Linked DNA regions of Anas platyrhynchos: region 1 is linked to region 2. A link is a contact called in public Hi-C data. All regions are on one chromosome and are shown on one strand. Each heading gives the region's core, a stretch centred on a gene start, on an enhancer-like site or on the middle of the called end of the contact. The rest is flanking DNA. Distances are from core to core; before and after follow the strand shown. Region 1 holds the start of NEK2 (NIMA related kinase 2). Region 2 overlaps INTS7 (integrator complex subunit 7).

Region 1 (3,351 bases), core at 162-2,661, 130 kb after region 2:
GGTTCTCTTATATGGTAAGAATGGGAAAGAAAAAGAAAAATGAGCACCTACAGAAAAAATTAATACTAATTTTTAGAAATGCGTTTTTCTCACTTTATCAAGCTCTTTAAAATAGGAATAATTAGAACAAAAATGACTGTGCTACTGGTTTTTGGAGCATGACCTTTTGACAGTTGTATGATTCAAACCAACATTTCTAAGGAAACTTTTAAGATAGACCCTAGACGAAACACAGTATTCAAAATCTACTCTGTTTCTTTTGAAATATAAATAGAAAGGCTCCCATTGATAACAGTGGGGATGCATGATGACCTTTTGCTAATTTAAAAGTACAGAAGTTTGAAACAGAGAGAGATTTGACACCAGAAATGAAGCTTACAGCCTGCATAATGCATACTGCAATTTGTGTCATTCTTATTGCATAATGCCGTAATTTATTTACAAAGCTAATACTGTATATGGGAATTTCATTTTAAGGTAATAATTAAAATTAATGATAAAAATGAATGATTTAGAGTACCCTGTTACTCATTAACAACAAAACTATATACATCTTTATACTCAATTGCTCATTTTTTCCTGTAATGAGTAGGCACCTACAGATAGAAAGCTATAGAATTCTTATAGTGGATAAAAAAGGAGCTTTTGTGCCTCCTGATGATTAACGCAAAGGCTTTGTTTTTTCTAAACCTTCAGAATATAAGAATATTTCATACATATTCAGTGAGAGCATAACACCTATGCCCCCATACCATTTTTAAAGCCTTAAAACTGCTCATTTTTGTACCTGATTCAGGATCTATACAAGTGTGTTACAACTTCTGCTTCAGAGTGCCATTTCCACACAATTAAGAGAGATCAAGCTAAACTGAGTCCACGACTGACTCCAGTATCACTCCAAAAATACCCTAAATGATGCTAAATCATACAGCATATACTTAAAATCTCTGTAATGCCATTCAGTGTATTCTAGTGTTATACAATGTAATTTAATAATAATACTGATGATAATTGCTGGCTCAACATTTGGACACGGACCCACACATTCCTGCTGCCGAATTTACGTTTGAGCCTTGGCACCCTTTGGTTTATTTGCAGAAGCTGTTTGTCTGTGGTAGGACAGCTGTCCTCATATGCTTTCTCTGTCACTTTTGTGGAGTTTTTAACACTGATTTCTTGAAGAATCAGTTTTTCCCGGCTGGTCTCAGAGGGTTATTTCCCAGAACGCTTTTCTATCGTTTCTAACAGGCTGGGTCTGGTCACGCCCCCCCCCCCTCAGGCCGGCCCCGCTGTGGCTCTCCTCATGGCGGCCGCGCGCCGCCTCCCGGCGGTTGCAACGGCCGTTAGCGGGCGGGCGCTGTTTACCCCGGCAGCCAATGGGAAGCGGGGATCCCCGGCAGGGCGGGGCCGCTCGGCCAATGGCAGGGCGGGGCGGCGCGTTCAAACGGCGGCGGCGGTGAGGCGGGGGTCTGAGGGCCGCCATTAGCGCCATGCCCGGGCGGCCCGAGGACTACGAGGTGCTGCTCACCATCGGCGCCGGCTCCTACGGCAGGTGCCGCAAGGTGCGGCGCAAAGCCGACGGCAAGGTGAGGGGCGGCGGCAGGCGCCGTGATCGGCGTGGTGGGGGGCGGCGAAGGGGGCTGGGGTCGGGGCTGGGCGAGCTGAGCGCCGGTGTCCGTCCCCCCGCAGGTGCTGGTGTGGAAGGAGCTGGACTACGGCTCCATGACGGAGGCGGAGAAGCAGATGCTCGTTTCGGAGGTGAACCTGCTGCGGGAGCTGCGGCACCCCAACATCGTGCGCTACCACGACCGCATCATCGACAGGAGCAGCACGACGCTGTACATCGTCATGGAGTACTGCGACGGCGGGGACCTGGCCAGCCTCATCACCCGCTGCACGAGGGAAAGGCACGTGGAGTACCTCGGGGCGGTGTGGGGGTGTGTAGGGTGAAGCGTCTTGGGCAGCCAAAGGAGCGAGGTTAAGGTGAAATGTGTCTCTGAGCTTGTGCCTCAGAGTCCAGCCCTTTGGACCCAGCAACTGCTGTGAAATGTGCAGAGGGCGGTGTGATGCGCTGCTGGGAGTTCTGCTAGCGGGTGCACCAGCTGATCGGATGCTTCTCTAAAAACCCTACTTCTGAAGTATAATGTTAATCTTCACAGGCTTAGGTTGAACAAGTACATGGTGCTGCTCTGTGAGAGCAGTCCAAAGTGGCGCTGGAGCTGTATAAACCAAACCGGTGCCCTCATTTAAGGAGGGCTACATTGAAAATCAGGTGTCTTAGCTCTCAGCTTGTTTACAATTTGATGCCCGTGTTGTTAGGCACGGAAATGCAGCATATCTGTTAGACCTTTTGAGGGAGGAAGGGAATGTCATGCAGACTCTGCAACAGAAGCCTACATCTTACAATGTGTTTATTTTTTTCAATTTCTACTTTTAAATTAACACATGTAGATGCCTGCTGATAGCTTATCTTTAAAGGTGATGAGCTTGATAATGTTACTAACTGTTTAAAAATATAGGACTAAGACTGGCAGCAACTACTGAAGTTGGTGTATGCTATAAAGCATCTATTAATGTTTGTTAAATGTTTTTGTCTTTCAGGCATTACTTGGAAGAAAGCTTTGTTCTCCGAGTGTTGACTCAGTTGACGTTGGCCTTGAAGGAATGTCATAGACGGAGTGATGGTGCAGTCACTGTGCATCGTGACATAAAACCAGCAAATGTCTTTCTAGACAGCAAGCAGAATGTTAAACTCGGAGATTTTGGACTGGCTAGAATACTGCACCATGACACCAGTTTTGCCAAAACGTTTGTTGGAACTCCATATTACATGTCTCCGGTAAGAGCTCCCTTTTGTGCCTTGTCTTCCCTTTCATCCTCTGAGAACTGTTTTCTGTGGTGTTGATCTCAGAGTCCATTAATACTTAGGAGGATTTAATGAAGAGTTATTAGTCTTAAATGCAGGTGACTCTTTGATAAAGTGTGTGTATGTTCTGGAGACAAGGTTATTTTGCAGATGGTTAGCTTCCAGATACCTTCATCTCATTTCTTCCTCACACCATTGCTACCTTCTTATACAGTGAAAAGTAACCTTAATTAGTATTACGTGCTTGGAATATTATAGATGTAAGGTAGTTACGTTGGAGTAGCTTCCTTAAAAGGAACAGAGAAGCTAGAGAGCTCTTCTGTTTCTCAGTGTCAAGGTAAAGAAGTTATTAAATTACACACTGAGGGTAAGATTCTAATTTGTATGAGAAACGAACAAGAATGTGTTTCCACTGATAGTACCTTTTGGTGGGGAGAAGATTAATGTTGCCTGGAATGTGGGGTTTTATCAGTTGAAAACTGGTG
Region 2 (3,532 bases), core at 870-3,369:
CAGTGACTGGGTTAGTGTCTACAGCACATTACTGCTTGCTGAGCCACATATAGTGGTCATGAGAGATCTTTCTGAGTTCTGAAGCTTAACATTTTGAGTTGGGCAACTCTTTCCCATATATTTAAACAACTTGATAAATGTTTATACAGCAGGGACTGGGACAGACCCTCTTTTTCTCATGGCAAAACCTCTTTCTGGTACCGTTTCAGCAGTGTTGACTTTTTAGCATTTTGGGTCTGGATAGGTCAGAGAGGAGACTTTGTCTTCAGACCGTGGAGGCTTTACTGACTTTCAGACTTCAGTTTTAGAAGCTGATGCCTTTGATGCCTAAACCAGTTCATTAGGATATATATGTCAAGATATTTTCTGGATGCGTCTGACTTCTAATGCTTATTAGGTGGGCTAAGGCGAACTCTGCTTTGATTCTTTGACTTTTTTCCATCAGTTTTGCCTGTTTTGGTCATAGGCCCTTCTCATGGTGTTTTTCAAGGTGTTGGCTTCAGACCATAATGTATTTTGTTTGTATGTAAGCATACACCTGTTTAATGCTACTGTGTAAGAGCAGCATTTGGTCCAAGGGTGCTGTTGCTGAGCACTTCAGATGTGTAAACTAAGACGAATTTACCAATGAAGACACAAGTTCTTGTGTTTAGTGAGATAGAAATGAAAAAGGGGAGTTCTTACAGTGCTGCATGTCCGTGTATCCTGGCTGTTTACACTGTAACTAGATTGGAAAGGGACAAGTCCTAAACCGTGATTTTCTGAAAGTTACCGAAGGTGCATTTCTTCCTACTGACTGCAAAGGTAACTGACTGCAGCCTGCAGTCTGTCCTGCCAAGTCTTCTAGGTTTCCTCATAGGTACTATTTCAAGTACCTCAATATTCCTCTGTCCCTCAGTCCTGCGGATTGTTTTAAGGCAAAATGCTCAATATAGCTGTAATAGACTGGAGAATTGTCCTAAAAGCTTTTGCAATGTTTGGTCTATGAGACATGATAATATTTTTGTCACTGCTTTTTAATCAATAAAGTGGTTTGTAAGTGGTGTTTCCTAGCATACAAGATCCACTGACAATTTTTAGCAAGCCATATCCTCAACCTACTAAACCCAGTGCTTCAGGACATGAGTTCTAACTTCTGAATTCAGTATAAGTATTTTTCAATGGGAAAAATTCTGATTCATAGAACTTCTCGCAGACAAGTACAACTAAATATTTAATACAGATAGCTCATGGGACTTCCTTCCCTTTGTATCTTCTCCCTTCTCTTAATCTGTAGGCGCTGTGTGAATCTGCTCTTCACACCCCTTATGATAGTTTGAAACTGGGCATGCTATCTGTTCTCTCCACGTTATCAGGGACCATTGCCATTAAACAGTACTTCAGCAGCGCTCCAGGTAAGAAAGCTAGATCAGATGATTACTTAAGCATTTTTGGTGGATTGGCTACCTACCGGTAAACAGGTCAATCACTAAACACTTTGTGGCATATTCTTAAAGTATATTTTTCCTCGAGAACACTGATGGTCAGTTAGGCTGTTTTCACTGTATGTACTCTTATATGGGATAGTAATATATCGATAGACCCAGTCATGGTCTGTTCTGGATTTTGTGGCTAATAAACTTTGTTTACCTTTGGGTTTTAAAATTCTATTTATACACTAAGGAAACAGCGTGCTTCTTAACTGGTCAACCTGTGTTCTGCTTAAGGTGCTTTGAAATCATGGATTTGCATGGTTTATTAGAATGAATAAACTGAGCAATGAAGCATGGAGGCTTTATGGTATGAGAAAGAATAGACATTTCAAAATGGTTCAGGATGTCTCATCCTTAAAATGGTGATAGTTCCTGAAACATCAACCTTTAGACCTGGATACTCTCTTGTGTATATCTAACTTGCATTCAAGAAAGGCTTTTGTGTTTGTATATATTGGAATACATGTTAAAATGATAGGATGAAAACATATGAATTAAAATAAATGATTTAACAAGCAACAAAAGCACCCTAAGTCAATGCAGATTTTGTGCATAAATGTACTTGAAAGATTTGTGGTACAATTAAGGAATGTGCTCTTTTATGTCCTGTCTGTCTTCTCTTTATTTAGGAACAGCAGCTACAACTGCAAGGTCATTTGATTTAGTAAAACTAGCACAGGAGTGCTGTTATCATAATAACCGTGGCATTGCAGCTCATGGAGTGAGAATTCTAACTAATATATCAGCCTCTTGTCAGGAAAAAGGTAAATGAAAGCAAGGACTATGAAATGAGTCTATTTACAGTCAGGCTTATGCACTTAGCACATATTAACTGGTCTTGTCTGTAAGGCTGTCTGATCCTTTACCCTGGTCAGGAAGAATGGGGACTGTAATCTAGTAGAAAAAGTTTTGTAGGATTTTATGAATGGTTGGTAAGGTTCCATCTTCTGTTAACTTACATAAAATTACCAAGTGCAGCAGAGCTCCTGTTAAATAAAAGCTTGTCTTACCTATGTTGTAAGCTACTGAATTTCTTGTTGGTCTTTGAAAACTCTTAGAACAAAGTCTGTTGCAAAAGAAAAACGTGACATTTAGAAGGCATAGTCTAGAATCGTTATGTTGACCCTACATATGTCACAGTTGGTGTGACTGGTGAATAGTTACCTGAGAGATTGAATTGTTTGAAATCAAAATAAAGGAAGGCAGAATTATTAGGAAAATACTCATCTATCATCACTGCAACACCAGTGCAAGTATTATATTGATTGTGATCAGAAATTGTAACAGGGAGCTGACTGACTGTTTCTTTTTCTTAGATCTTCTGCCTTTGGAGCAAGATGCAGTTTTTGGCTTAGAGTCTCTTCTTGTTCTTTGTAGTCAAGATGGCAGTCCAGGAGCTCAAGCAACCTTAAAGGTGACACTGCTGTTGTCTTTTCATTAGCACAGCTGTAAGTTACAGTAATGGTTTGTATAGCAGAAGGGCTAAAGTGCACCAGATCCTTTTTTAGTGGAAGCACAGCATATTGGGGAAAAAACCAAAATTTTTCTGTGTTCTGCCAGCAATTGGAGTTCAGAGTGGTAGTACACAACTGTAACATGACCTCTCTCAGCTCTAGAGTAAGCTGGTTGTCATAATGGAAAAAAGATGCATCCCTCTGATGAACAGCTGTAAGGAAACATAAACATGGGATGGAGGTGTCTGTGGAGGATGGAGAAATTTTTGGAGAGACCCTGATTTTTGGAGATGGGGATGCAATTTGTGCATGATTACAACATTCCTATGATCTATTATTTTTAGTATTTTACTTCATAAGCTGCTACCAGGAATTTAGTCTAGTTATTTACCTGTAAAGGCTGATAAGAGAAAAAAGATTTATCGTTTCTTGAATTTGTGGTATGTTTGTGCTGTGAGCTCAGGGATAGAGACTTGGGCTCTTTGGATATCTTCTCTGTGTGGTATGTGATTCTGAAAATACTAGCACTTCTGCATTTCTGTAATCACACTTTCAGTTAAGTATCTGATTTTGTTTTATTTTTTAAATAGACATTGTATTCATTGT

Evidence for each region. A called contact is a pair of places that touch in the nucleus more often than the background predicts.
Region 1: a Hi-C map of liver shows a contact between it and region 2, with 3 times the contacts expected there. The contact joins the promoter of NEK2 here to the enhancer-like site in region 2. A contact is called at or near these places in 4 of 8 Hi-C or Micro-C datasets (liver, skeletal muscle and subcutaneous adipose tissue).

The regions. Positions count from the first base shown.
Region 1 is chr3:25,585,006-25,588,356 of IASCAAS_PekinDuck_T2T, forward strand. NEK2 (NIMA related kinase 2) reads left to right here and starts at 1,412. Exons shown (of 9, transcript XM_027453028.3): 1 at 1,412-1,586; 2 at 1,690-1,907; 3 at 2,602-2,839. The coding sequence starts at 1,491. LOC140002114 (a long non-coding RNA gene) reads right to left here and starts at 1,416. Exons shown (of 3, transcript XR_011808100.1): 1 at 1,039-1,416.
Region 2 is chr3:25,457,477-25,461,008 of IASCAAS_PekinDuck_T2T, forward strand. It overlaps INTS7 (integrator complex subunit 7), which reads left to right. Exons shown (of 20, transcript XM_027453019.3): 8 at 1,277-1,394; 9 at 2,102-2,236; 10 at 2,789-2,886. Among named protein-coding and RNA genes, the nearest start is that of INTS7, 7.3 kb to the left of the region's middle. Within about 2 kb of position 2,120, at least 3 of the 8 cell types and tissues checked have an H3K27ac peak or open chromatin away from gene starts, as enhancers often do.